Linked DNA regions of Neogale vison: region 1 is linked to region 2. Evidence: chromatin contacts called from public Hi-C data. All regions are on one chromosome and are shown on one strand. Each heading gives the region's core, a stretch centred on a gene start, on an enhancer-like site or on the middle of the called end of the contact. The rest is flanking DNA. Distances are from core to core; before and after follow the strand shown. Region 1 overlaps LOC122917633 (aminopeptidase O). Region 2 overlaps LOC122917633 (aminopeptidase O).

The links. A called contact is a pair of places that touch in the nucleus more often than the background predicts.
Region 1: a Hi-C map of muscle shows a contact between it and region 2, with 2.5 times the contacts expected there. The contact joins two enhancer-like sites. A contact is called at or near these places in 2 of 3 Hi-C or Micro-C datasets (fibroblasts and muscle).

What each region holds. Positions count from the first base shown.
Region 1 is chr9:73,599,332-73,606,110 of ASM_NN_V1, reverse strand. The region is part of intron 5 of LOC122917633 (aminopeptidase O); the gene reads left to right. Among named protein-coding and RNA genes, the nearest start is that of FBP1, 210 kb to the left of the region's middle. Within about 2 kb of position 5,085, the one cell type or tissue checked has open chromatin away from gene starts, as enhancers often do. A contact at or near this core is called in fibroblasts, where this site is marked.
Region 2 is chr9:73,468,700-73,476,044 of ASM_NN_V1, reverse strand. It overlaps LOC122917633 (aminopeptidase O), which reads left to right. Exons shown (of 16, transcript XM_044265753.1): 11 at 4,649-4,711; 12 at 5,125-5,199. Among named protein-coding and RNA genes, the nearest start is that of FBP1, 340 kb to the left of the region's middle. Within about 2 kb of position 6,009, the one cell type or tissue checked has open chromatin away from gene starts, as enhancers often do. A contact at or near this core is called in fibroblasts, where this site is marked.

The DNA.
Region 1 (6,779 bases), core at 3,836-6,335, 130 kb before region 2:
GGTCACCACTGAGGAAGCATTAGAATATAAACCTGGCAAAAGGACACGTACATGGGGTTCATATCTTAGGACCTACTCACATCCTGAGAGTTCTCTCTACCAACAGCCAAGAAGTAAGCTCTTGCAGGGGAGGCTGATACTCTGGGCATTAGCTCTGGGGTTGAGGGGTGTGCACAGCAGCAGGGAGGTTAGTGCCCCTGAGTGCCATGGCTGGGCACCCATCCCATCTGGTGCCTTTGACTCAGGCCACATGCTCATAGATGAGCCCACACGAGCACACCCGCCCGGCACCTGCTCTCAGCAGAAGTACAGCGTCGTTATGGGCTGCTGTCTTCACGGAAGCTCATAATGATTAAGGTGTAAAAACAGGGTAGGCTCTGTGAAAACAAATTCTTTGGCCAAATAGCTCTTTACCACCAGGGACATTAAGGGGAGGACAAGGGGAAGGGAAAAGGCAGGAAGATGATGGGATGCTACATCTGTTTGAATATCATATCAAAAGAACTGATAAAGGGGTGCCTGGGTGGCTCAATCGTTAAGGGCTTGCCTTTCACTGAGATTGTGATCCCAGGGTCCTGAGATCGAGCGCCGCATCTGGCTCCCTGCTCGGTGGGAAGCCTGCTTCTCCCTCTCCCACTCCCCCTCCTTGTGTTCCTCTCTTGCAGTCTCTGTCAAATAAATAAATAAATAAATAAAATCTTTAATAACAAAAAGAACTGATAAAAAAATCAGTTTGAAATAGCTCATCATGGAATAGGTACTTAAAAATGAATTTACAGTACTTAAAAATGAATTTGCCTCTAAGAAATACAAGATAACATTTTTTAAGCTAGCAGACGTACCTCTCACGTCTGAATCAGTGTGGAGAGGCAGAGCACATAGCACCAGAGGAGGGCCTCACAGACTTGAGTTTGAGTCCCAGCTTGGCCCCTTGTTGGCTGACCGTCCTTGGGGAAGTGACCTCACCCCTGCTAGCCTCAGTTTCTCAGGTATAAAATGGGGCAGTTGAGCTAAATGATCTCCAGAGTTCTTTTCTACTGTCAAAATATTCCGACAAGTGACGTGCTTTTTTAATATATCTGACTGCTTCTCAACTATGCTCTGGGCTCTGTGAGAAGCATCTTTGCTCAGGAGATTTTCTTACATTGAAACGTCCTCACCTTCCTGCCTTGCCCTCTGTCAAGACTCAGCAAACTTGAATCACTGCACCTAATTGCCTCAACCATATTTTCTCGCTCCCTCTCATCTGGAGCTTTCTTTATGCTCTCTTACAGCAGTTCTTATGATCGTCATTTCTTCAACCAGATTTTAACTGCTGTGAATTCACCTCATGTATGTTCATCTTAAACTGCAGAGCCATATTGACAACAGCTTTGAAAATTTCCGATTTCCTTTGGCAGGATTAATTTCCAACGACTTAATATCCTTTTCCCATCTGGAAGCTCTGAATGGAATAAGAGCAAGACGGCTGCTCCAGTAAGAGGCTATTACTCCTGTCCTCTGGGTGGGAATACTGAGGGTGTGTTAAAATGTATTTCTTCACAGTGTGTCTCACCTCATAAATATTATTTGACTTCTTATGATGTTAAAATGAGTCATTGGAAATTTATATTTCTAGGCATCTTGTCTTATAAAATTATAGATTGTCTTAAAGCAGAGTGCATTATCAGTCTGCCAAATCCAGACCTTAATATATGAGGCAGAACTAAGACCAAGAGGTAGGCTGAAAGATGAACTTGAAAGTACAATGCCTTTAATTTCGTGGACTATGATTCTTTAGCTATTCTAAAGCAGTTCTTTACCTCTTACAAATTATTTCCTTTATTATGGAAGTGAAAACAGAAGATCTTCGTGCATCCAAAAACATTTTGGAAGCAAGATGAAGACATTGTTGCTTTGGTTTTTATAGAAGTCTTGAGCTTTGAAACATTTTTACCTCTACAGGTCAGTGGTTTCTTTTGTCTTGCCGTATAATTTTCTTCTTCCTCACTGCTAATTCTTGACTCGGGGAATGCATGGCAGGAGTGGTGCCGAGAATGAAGATGTGATGGTCACCTGTGGCCGAACAACGTATGGCAGAGTAGAGATGGGGAATGTTGGGAAGAAGTAAAACTTTTCCAGATGTAAACCACTATATTTTAGCAAAATAATGTTGTGGATTCTATATTAGTTTCCTATGTCTGCTGTAACAAATTACCCCAAACTTGGTGGCTTGAAACAATGGAAATTGATTCTTTCACAGTTTTGGAAGCCAGAAGTCTGAAATCAGTATGACTGGGCTGAAATCAAGGTGCTGGTAGGGTTAGACCCTCTCCCAAGGCTATAGAGAGAATCTGTTTCTTGTCTCTTCCAGCTTCTGTTGTATGCATCTAGGATGTCTGGGTAATCCTAGATCATTTCCCTATCCCAAGATTCTTAGCTTAATCACTTTACAAAAGATCTTCCCTTTCTTTCTTTCTTTCTTTCTTCCTTCCTTCCTTCCTTCCTTCCTTCCTTCCTTTCTTTCTTTCTTTCTCTACTTTTCTTTTCTTTTTTCTTTTCTATCCTTTTCCTTCTTTCACTTCCTTTCTTCCCTCCCTCCTTCCTTTCCTTCTTTTTTTGCCATATAAGGTAACATCCACAGGCTTCAGGAATTAGGACATGGATATCTTCTGGAGGACCATTTTTTAACCTATCTCAGACTCTAGGTTCCTATATCTTCTATCATCTGATATAATCTGGTAAGTGTTAAGAGCATACATATATTAATATATTAATTCAACACATATTTATTTAGGACTTAACTATGTGCCTGTCACTAAATTCTGTGGCTATAGTGATGAACAGATAGACATAGTCCCTTGTCCTCATGGGGCTTATAGTCTGGTTGGGGAGATGATCATTAAATTCTTGAAAAAAAAAAATACTACAGGGGCGCCTGGGTGGCTCAGTGGGTTAAGCCGCTGCCTTCGGCTCAGGTCATGATCTCAGGGTCCTGGGATCAAGTCCCGCATCGGGCTCTCTGCTCAGCAGGGAGCCCGCTTCCCTCTCTCTCTCTCCGCCTGCCTCTCCATCTACTTGTGATTTCTCTCTGTCAAATAAATAAATAAAATCTTAAAAAAAAATACTACAAATTGGTAAATGCTACACAGAAGAGGTGGCTTCTAGCAGGGTCTTGAGGAAGGTCCATCTGGAGAAGTAATGTTTAAGCTGAGATTTGAAAGACAGTGGGACATGAACCAGGCTAGGACAGAAAGGAGAGCAATTCATGCAGAGGGCCAGCCTATGGCTGGAAGGAACTTGGAGTTTGGAGGAACTGAAAGAAGTGTTGGTAGAATTTACAGAACTTTGGGAAGACTGGGGTGAAACAAGACTGGAGATGTCATCGGGGCCAAAAAAGGCAGGGCCTTCTAGAATTGTGTGCTTCATCTCAAGTGTACTGGGAAGACTGGGGGCTTCAGCAGTGGCAAGATAAGAACAGAGGGGGGTCTGACATGATCTGGTTTATGTCTTTACAGAATTACTCTGGCTTCTGGTTGGAGGATGGGTTGACAGGAACAGGGTGGTAACAATGGCTTGGTGAGGTCCAAGGTGTGACTATAGTCCAGACAAGAGGCAAAGTTGGTTTGGATCAGGATTGAAGATTCTGCTGGTAGAGAAAATTGGAGAGAGGCAAGATAGGCTCTGAAGAAATGACAGGAAGTTCTCAGAAATCAAGAACTTTATGTGAGGGAGTCATGAGGAAAGTAGGAGGACAGGAGGAGGAGCAGATTTGAAGAAAAGATCCTGAATTCAAGTTTGTACATGTTAACCTTAAGAAGTCAACGGGCACCGTGCCTGACACAGAGCACACCATAAATAGTAGCTTCTGTTTTAGTCATTTCAGAATCATAAATGGCCTTTGAGTCTGTACATTTAGGTTCTAGTTCTGGCTAGGCCACTTTAGATAAATAAACCTCTTGGGGCATTAGCGTCCTCCTCTGTAAATTGGAGGCAGTCGAAGTGGATGCGTTTTGTGGTCCCTTTCAGGTTTAATATGCCTACGATGCTGTGAAATTCTTTGGTCTTGACCACCTGGAATGCTCCTCTGGCCAGCTGGGTCTGCTTCAGAGAAGCTGATGAACTAGAACTCTGCATATGGGTGGCAGTTTCTGGTGGAAGCTGACGCAGAGGGAGCCCTGGCCAAGGCAAACTGTGGCTAGCGAGGAGGCCTCATGACGAAGGGGAAGGATGTGGTTTGAGGAGAGCAGCAGCTGCTGCTGTCACCAGACAAGCATGAAATTCGCTGAGCTGCAGAGGAGAGTGCAGCCGAGGATGGCTGTTTATTAATTGACGAATTAACGTGATTTGGGGCATATGGAGAAATGGCGACGGGCAGAAAAGAAGACGAAGTTAGAAAATCTTATTTCCTTCTTTCCTGGGCCCTCATCTGTTACCGGCAGAGTCATTATTGGAGCCAGAGTGGGTTTCGGGGACAGATCATCTCCAATCCAGCCCCTCATCACTGACAGATACAGAAACCAAAGTCAACGACAAGTTCCACAGCAGTAGAGCTATGCTAGCCCTTAAGTCTTTTCACCACCTGGCCCGTGCTTTCCTGTTCCACCAGGCTGCCAGGGAGGGTTCCTGGGAGCCATTTTAGGCCCCATTTTGGAAAAAGAATCAATCAAGTTTGGTTTCATTTGCCTTAGAGCAAACCCCCAGAGAGATGGTTCATTCCTCCTCACCTCTAGACATAAAAATACCATAAGGTAATTCGTTACATTTTGGGCCCTCTCCTCAGTCTGTTACTCAAGGTAAAGCTGCCTGGACCCTGATTCCATCAAAATCCCTCTGTTCACCTGATCTCATCTGGGCTCCTCAGTGGTATAATGACACTTGCTCTTCCAAAACACATCCTGCCTGTGCCTAAGTCACTCCTTAGCGTAGACAGCACCGTTCTTTTCCTCAGGTGTTGGTTGGTCCATTTTTAGAACCTGAACAATGGCTTTGTTTATGAGGAACAGCTGAAAGGGAACTTATGAGAAAAGTTGCTCCTTCATCCTGTGACTGTGGTTAGCTTGTGAGTAATCAAATTCCCTGGCCTCTTCTTTGGAAGCAGTGACTGCTCAGTCTGTGGCTTTGCTGTTGTTTCACAACGTAGGAGGCAGAACACCCTACCTCTGCCTAACAGTTGAACTTAGAACACCTCATCGGGGAGGTGAACAAGACTTCGCACGTGTCCGTTGCCCAGTAAGAAGCACAGTTCTCTAGAAGTCACTGTTGGGCTGAGCGTGGAGCAGGATCCCTGAAGAAAAGCAGGATGCTGGGTCTGAGGCGTCTCGGAGAGCAGGCTCAGGGAAGTCGTCCGTAGTATCAGGCATGTGCTGTGTGTAAGGCAGGGACAATCTGGAGCAGAGGTTCCTCTCCTGAATGAGGGTGTGAATGGTGAGGTGAGCCATCCTTTATGAGACTCTCTTCAAGGCGGAGAGACCACATTCTGAGAAAAGGGAGGGCTTGATTTCCAGAGGCCACACATCTGGTTGACCTCCTTCCAGTCTCCTTGAACATGCTGTGCTCATTACTGAAACAGAGGTTTCCCGGCTGCCCATCCCCGCCCTGGGGACACCCAGCCAGTTTCTATGGCTGCTGCAGGTTCAGCCTCTTTTGAAGCTCACCTCAAGGGCCAAATCCTCCCTGGAACTTTACCCACGAACCTAGTCCTCATTGACCCTTTGGCTTCTGCATTCCTTCCACAATTGCAATCTCATTGCACACACTCACTCTTTATTCTTTGCTGCTGTGTGTTGTTTCCTCTGGGTGGGTGTGTTGGGAGGGAGGATGGGCAATTTTTTCCCTGGCTAAATCACTAACTTCTTAAGGATAAGAACTCAGTCTTGAATTTCTCTATATTTTCTCATAGTATCAGACTTAATTCTGAGGACAAAATATGTGCTGACAAATACTTCCCTCTTATTGGAAAGAGTCTCAGTGTGTTTGTCAAATAATGGATTTTTAAAAGACATGTTAAGTCTACCTGTGCCTATTTTTCAGATTATTTTCAAAATCATATCACTAAAATTTAATGTGGCTGCACAAGACAGAAAACTCAAAATATAATGACTTAATTATGGTTGGAATTTCTTGGGGTTCCTTGGTGGCTCAGTTGGTTGAGTGTCCAACTCTTGATTTCAGCTCAGGTCATGATCTCAGGGTCATGAGAGCAAGCCCCATGTCAGGGTCTGTGCTGGGTGTGGAGCCTGCTAGGGGGATTCTCCCCACCCCCACCCCCCGTTCCCCCCTTTCTCAAAAGAAAAAAAGATAGGACTTTCTCGATGGGACCAAAGGGAAGAGGGAGATTGTCCAGGGTGGGTGGGTCTCCGCAGGGCAAGCACCCAGCATTAGCGTTCTTTCTCTCTTGCTGCTCTGCCGTCCTAACAGGTGATGTTCATTCTCAAGTTCAACACATACTCTACAGTGGCTGTTTGAGCTCTAGCCATTACATGCACAATTTGGGCAGCAGGAAGGAGAAGGGAGGAGGAGGAAGAAGGGACACAGGGCTTGCATCAGCTGTCTCTCAAGGAGCTTTCTCAGAAGCTGCAGCAAAATGCTTTTGTTTGCATTTTATTAGTTCATACCTCCTGACCCCTAGCTGCAGGGGAGGCTGGGAAATGTAGTCTTTATTCCAGGCGGCCATGTATTCAGTGGAAACTTGGGGGTATTCAAGAAGAAGGGGGAAAACAGCTGGAGATTTGGACACATGGGATCAACTGGATAAAGTGAGGTATACTGGAATAACTGAGTCTTTTTTTTTTTTTAAA
Region 2 (7,345 bases), core at 4,760-7,259:
AGAGTCATTTCCTCTTGACAAGAAGAAGAAGAAGAAGGAGGAGGAGGAGGTGGAGGAGGAGGAGGAGGAGGAGGAAAGAAAGAAAGAAAGAAAGAAAGAAAGAAAAAAGGTTTTCTTTCTAAAAGTAATCTCCAGCCACTAGATTAAGTAATGCTTTTATTCTAAAGCAATGGTATTTTCCTCAGCCTCTGAAGTGTCTTCAGCTATTATAAGCTGCATTGACAAGAAAGTTTCTTAAAGCAACTTCCTTTCAAAACTTGCATCTCTATTAGACGAAACATTTTTAAAAACATAATTCAAATAGAAAACATCTGTTTTTAAAAGATAGCTTTAAAGTGCTTTTACCACTTTCTTAAAGATAGTTATTAGAGTATCCATCCCTGGCTACAGAATTCCAATTTTATTTTTTTTATTTATTACTTTTTTAAAGAGAGAGAGCGGGAGAGAGAAACCTCCTGACAGTTGATGCATGTGTGAGATGCATTCTGCTGGGGAGGGGGCAGTAGGAGAAGAGTTTGAGAATCTCAAGCAAGCTCCACACCCAGCACAGAGCCCAGTTGGTTGGGTTTGGGGGGTTGGATCTCACCACCCTGAGGTCATGACCTGAGCCTAAATCAAGAGTCAGATGTTTAAACGACTGAGCCACCCAGGCACCCACAGAATTCCTTAAATAAGTACTCTTCCTCCAGTTTTTCTACACCCTACCTTTATTGGGGCCACCTCATGAAGAAAGGAAGATTTAGACAGGCAAAAGGAGAAATGTGTAGAGGTTATATTGAACATAATAAAAATAATTAATATTTTCCTGATAAAATAGAGCACATGGGTAGCTTAGTCACTTAAGTGTCTTCCTTTGGCTCAGGTCATGATCCTGGTGCCCAGGATCCAGCCCTGCTCAGTGGGGAGCCTGCTCTTTCTTTCTTCCTCTGCTGCTCTCCCTGCTTGTGTACGCTTTCTCTTGCTCTCAAATAAATTAACAAAATCTTTAAAAAATGTATCTTTCCAATAATTTTGAAATGTGTTACTATTTCATTCTAGATCAAACTCTGCTCCAAGCACTGCATTTTGGAATACAATTTTCATGATTAATATAAGAGGGAATTAAGAATCTTTATTTCTCATTTCTATTTTTATTTTTACTTTTATTTTTTTTAAAAAAGAGGTCATGGGGCACCTGGGTGGCTCAGTGGGTTAAGCCGCTGCCTTCGGCTCAGGTCATGATCTCAGGGTCCTGGGATGGAGTTCCGCATCGGGCTCTCTGCTCAGCGGGGAGCCTGCTTCCCTCTCTCTCTCTCTCTGCTTGCCTCTCTGCCTACTTGTGATCTATCTCTGTCAAATAAATAAATAAAATCTTTAAAAAATAAAATAAAATAAAATAAATAAAAAAGAGGTCATTTCGGAAGTACCCTGGCAATGTAACCGACGTCCCATAGTCTCTTTCTTAAAAAAAAAAAAAAAAAAAGGCACAATTTTTTGCTCTTTACAGAATAATGTATTTTAGTGGAGAAACAAGCAGGAGTTTATTAGGTCTTCACCTTGAGACTCTACCCCTTGAAATTTCATGTGCTATTTATTCAGTCATTTGTTCCTATAGCTTCCATTTACTTAGTTCACATTTATTTAGCATCTACTATGTGCCAGCAGTATTTTAACTGACCTGACAAAAATCAAGAACTAAAGAGACAGGATCTCTTTCTTCCTGAACTTTAAAGTCCAGCTGGGGAGATAAACATTCAACAAATTAATAATAATTTTTAAAAAAAGGTGTAATAGAACTGTACAACACAGAGTGAACCCTGCTGTAAACTATGGGCTTTGTTTAATAATGTTGTATCAAATATTGGTTCCTGAATTGTAACAAACATACCACCCTAATGGAAGATGTTAGTAATAGAGGAAACTGTGTTATGTTGGCACATGGGAACTGTGCTTTTTGTATAAATTTTTGTTATCTGCTCTAAAAAATAAAATCTCATAATTAAAAATAATTTTAATAGCTCTAAAATGTAAGCAACTTAGAAGAAATAAACAGGATGCTATTCGAAGGAATAGTGGGGGTGAAATAATTTGGAATGCGGAGTAAGGAAAGACCTTTCTAGAGTTGTTCAAGGCCAGAACTAGAGAATAAGTAGGAGCCAGCCTGGCAGAGAAGAGAAAGTTCATTCTTGGTAAAGGAAAGTGATATCATTTGAAATGCCCTTCGAAATATTATTCTGGCTTCTCAGTGGAGGATGGATTGTGGCAGTGGGTGCGAAGGTGCAGGACTACAAAGGAGAGGAGTTAGGAGGAAATTAGAGTGGACTATAGCTTTATCACCTACACACAGTAGCAGAGTGACAGTAGGATTCTTTCCTTTGCTCAGCTTCTGCCAGAAAGCATTAGGTTCTCCATGAGCTACAGAGTAGGAAGAAAGGAGACTGTCATTGGCAGTAAGACAGGGTTCCCAGGTCTCAATTCCTAAGATCTTTTCAGTGACTTAATGGGATTTTTAGTGTGAAGAATAATTGTGTGTGTGTGTGTGTGTGTGTGTATTTGAGACTACAATCAGATGAGAATTACAATGAAAAACAAGCCTTCAAATACTAACTATCCATCTGTAATAACAGATTTTCATAGAAGTCTGTATATGATTAATTTTCAATAGTTTCCTATTCCCACTACTGGATTATTGGAATTTATTTTATTTTTTGTTTCTTTTAGGCTACATGTTAAAAAATTGTTGATAAGTCAACAAAAAAGATACTTAAGGAAGGTCTATTTAAGCAGGATGCTGTTTTGGTACATAAGTATTGGAAGGTTTTTATCAGAGTTCTTAGGGGTGGTGAATTCCCAAGGAAGAAGAGTGTAATGGGTAAAGGGAACTGTCTATCAGTGATAGATTTCTATTGATTCTGGAACTGTTCTTAGTAGCAGGAAAGCTCAAACAGTTCGGGATTTTATTTCCATTTGAAAGTAAATAGCTCTTCAATTACATAATCCACTCCATAATTTTAATTTTTATCTAGCTCTGTATGTGTACTGGAGATGTGCAAGGCATTAACTACTTTTATGCATTTGTTTTGCAGTGGAAAAATTGTATATGATAGTTGTACATTATATATAAAAAGATTTGATACCACTTCAAAAAATCTTTAGCAAATGAGCATGCATTTCATAGTCCTTACCTAATAATAATAGAAAATGGCTAATCTGCCTATCTAACTCTATAAGTACCTTTTTTTTTTTTTGTATTCTGGAAACACAAAAACTTAAGTGAAGAATTCCCCATTTGAGCAGACCTGTTGTTTATTTTAGAACCTATAAGTGCATCATCAATGTAATTTTAAGTAGTCCAGTTATGAATATGGGATGAAGGGATAAAATCAAGTTTTCCACTCTGATGTCTCCATTAAGAAGCTCCTCTTTGTGTAAAATACTCCGTGGCAAAGTTGCTTCTATTTAAAGTAGTGAGTTTGATCTTGGCTTTGATCTAAAGCTTTTGATCTTGAAAGAAGGATGGAGTAGCAATAAAGAGAGGGCAAGACAGATTTTCTTTAAAGAAATGCGATAAAGTTAAAGGGATGGTCAAGATCAACAAACGCGAGTGCGACCCGACTCTTCTCCCCAAGCGCTCACCCCCATTCTGGTTCAGCCAACTTCTCATGCGGATGGGCAGAAGTGGTGTCTGAGGAAAAATTTGCAGCATGGCAGACTTTACAAACTAAGTGGAAACTATCCCCCTAATTATGAAGACAGAGTGTCGCCTTTTAAATTCTCCCCAGTCGCTGTGGGGGTCCGCGGGCAGGGCGCGCGCGGCGCCTACGGCACTTAGAGCGCACAGGCTCCGTAAAGGCGCGGGCGGTGCGCCTTCTACGCTCTCCGGGTTTCTCCCCCGGGAGGTCACCTGCCACCGCCCCGGAGTCCGGAGGGGCCACTGGAAAACGTCTACTTAATGGCGTCTAATCCATTCCCGGAAAAAAATCCACTAGGAAAGTTCCTTTCCGCTCCGCGAAGGCCATCTGGACACTTAAGTTTCTGACCCGAAGAGGGAGTTCGGTTAGCCACGGGGGTGGGGGCGCTTCTCGAGCTAAGCCCTGTCGCCTGCGGCCGGGCCACGCTCTTGATCGCACAGTGGCGGAGAAACCCTAGCGAAGGTCCGCAGGGGCCAGCGGAGGGGGTGGGGGCTGGAAAGGTAAGGCGTGCGCGCCCAGGTCGATCCGCGCGTGGGAGGGCGCGGGAGCGCGGGCGCGGGCGGGACGCGGGGAGAAGCGAAGGAAGACGTTCGTAAAGAGAACAATAAAATAGCCGGCGCGCCGGCGGGGGCGGGGGCGGGGGCGACCTGCGGCGAGGACGGAGCGGCCGCCTATACCTTTAAGGCAGGCCCCGCCCCCGCCCCAGCGCCCGCCCCCCGCCCGCGCCGCCGCCCCGGCCCCGCGCCGCCCCGCCGCCCGCGCTGCGCCTTAGGTGTTGCGGGCTCCGCGCGCCCGCTGCTCTCTGGCGGGCCGGCTGGGCAGCGGTCGCTGGCTGGGCGCGGGCGGCGGGGCCATCGCTCCCACCCTCACCTTCCGCGGGCGAGGTAGTGGGTCAGCGCGTCGAGCTGGTGGGGCGCGGGGGAGGGAGGCTGGGGTGGCTCCCGGGGTAAACTTGACTCTTTCCCCTTCCCCCGCAGCCGCTGCAGAGGGAGCGCCAGGCCGGGGCGGAGTGCGGGCTCGCGCGGCAAGTGAGCGCCGAGGTGAGTGCGGGAGGCGCGCTCCCTGCGCTCCCCTCCCTCCTTCTCTGGGGCGGTGGGTCGGGCGCCGCAGCCCCATCGCGGACTCCCCGCGGCGCCGACGCGCGACAGCGGTGGGTAAGATGGCCCCATTCCGGGGCTCCCGCGCGCACCGGCGCGGGGGTGGCCGACCGGGCCCGTGACCGGAGGGAGCGGCCCGGGCGAAGGTCACGGCCTCGGCGCGCCGCACACGCGCGCGTCTTTTGGGTCCCCGGCGCTGAGGCATCTCGGCGGGCCCGGAAGGTGCTTGTGGCTTCCCCAGGTGAAGCCCTGGACGGCAGCGTCGCGAGGCTGTCGATCGTTTCTTTCTCACGCAGAGGGACGGCCCTCAGGACTCGTCGTCGCGTTTAAATTGTTCTGTGGTTTTTGAACTTTAGGTCGAGAAATGGATTCGAGTGAACCGGAGACCCCGAAAACGGAAACGAAGGGAGGCTGAAGAAGTGTTTGAAAAGGTAGGGTCCCCGAAAGACAGCACTGGGTGGAGTTCTTGAGAAATCTCCCCGTCCTCCCCTGAGGACTTGGTGGTAACAATAGAGTAGCATTTTTTAAGTTTTAATTCGGTGTCCAGTAAGCCGAATAAATGTGGGTGGTTATTCAGAAATATTGGTTGATAATGTTAATAATCATGGACATACTATATTCTCAGGGAGTAAGAGAATGACTCGGAGTGGAGATCTGTTTTATACCCATTAAATAGAGCATAAGCGGATTCCATTATTTTATTAGACCCCTTGGTAGTTATTATGACAGTTGTTAAGGTACCTCTAAAAAGGGGGGTGTTCTGAATATATTGCCCCCAATATCAGGTTTCTCTGGTTGTGATAGATACAGTGGCATACTTACTCATTTAGCCTTTAGATTTTAAATTAGAGTAATCTTAAAAAACGGAGAGAGATGAAAGAAGTGGATTTCTTTTGAAACACTAGGAAGGGATTTTATTTACTGTAAAGCAAATGAGAAATTTGTTTTTCTAAATTTAGAATTTCAGTATGTTACTTTGCAGAAGTTTGGATTACCTATTTTCTCCTGAAATTGTGTTAAATTAAAACTTGATTCGTCATTGTAATAAAAATTATGAAATAAGGTAAGTTATGTGTTGTTTTCTGAATAATGTTTTACCAGTGTTACAGCAGGTACGATTTTTGTTGCATTTACTTAATTACTGTTTTTTGATTCTTGATAGAACCAAAGGATTAAAATAGATGTGTGTTGTTTTTCTGCTGCTAGAATGTATGATGAATCACTCCTGATTCTGAAGCCAAATTCTTGCTGATAGCGTTGCTGCCAACTTCTCTGATGTGTTGCCTTAGTATGGGCATTGCAGCGTCCGAGAATGTGCACAAAGCACATCATAATGAAGGTGATTCCAAAGTTTCAGAGTGCATGTAAGGATACCAAGGGCAGCTTCTAAGAGAATTGGGAAAAGAACTGGCCTAGGATCCTCGTCATTTGTAGGGAGACAGTCAGTGCATGAAAAGCGGTACCCCAGCCCTACCTTTTTAAACAGTCATATCTGTCACTTGAGTTAAACAGTAATAGAAAACGGTTTCATTTTGAATATACTTGAGTTTTCTGACCATACCTCAGCATGCTATGGTAGGTTGTGTTTGTTTAACTTTCATGCGCCAGGTGTTTTAAAAAATGTCCGTGAGGTGATGAATGAGATCATAAAATGTCCAAAGAAGGGAAAAGTTTTATGGCTTGCTTACTATTTCAAAAGAATATTTTCTGGCTCTTATTTTTTTAAGCCAAAAAGGATGGTTACCCAGATGCACAATATGTCACGCATGAATGAAGGGAAGCCACTACCTTTGTGGATTACTAGGTGCCATCACTCAACATCTGAACTTGAAGGAACCACATGTGTGACACCCACGATCTGAGCATTGCCTTCTGAGAATGAGAATGAGAAGGAGGGCACTGAGGATTTCACCTCCCAAGAAAATGGGGTTCTTTGCTGAGCCTTTCTTCTCGATAGAGGCTGTGTATGAGAGCTAGGGCGCACGTTTGGCTTTTCTTCTTAGAAAATGTGGGCAGCAGTTTTAAAGAGGATACAGAAATAAAGTAGGTTGGGACCAACGAGCTGAACTTCCTTTCAAGGAGTGAAGCTTAAAGCTGACTAGCTTTGAGGGAGGAGGTGGAGAGGGCCAGAAGATAAGATATTTCAGAGTTGGATCAGAGAATATTAATTATCAGCGTGTCCAGTCTTTCTTCCTGGCTCTGCCCAGCAGCCAAGCCCTTTGCCCCCAGTTTTGCCTCTGTTGCATCCAGGAGAGGGGTTGGAGCTCTCTGAGGCAAAGCATGCGATATTTTCAAGGGCAGGGTGAAAGGGAGGGTGATCAGTGACCAAGGGCATTAGAGCAAGTTCTGAAAGGCACAGAAGCCACCCTGCAGCTGGTGGCCGAGGTGCCGTCCCCTGTTTGCCCGAGTGTCTATTCCGAAGTACAGATCGAATTCTGTGTGGTAATGAGTAATTAAACCGAGGTCATTTGTTGTAGCAACAATTTGAACCTGTTATTAGTAGGAATCTGAGTAGTTGAAATTCACTGTTGAGTTTCATAAATGTATTTAAATGTCTGCCACAGTGCAAGTAGAAGC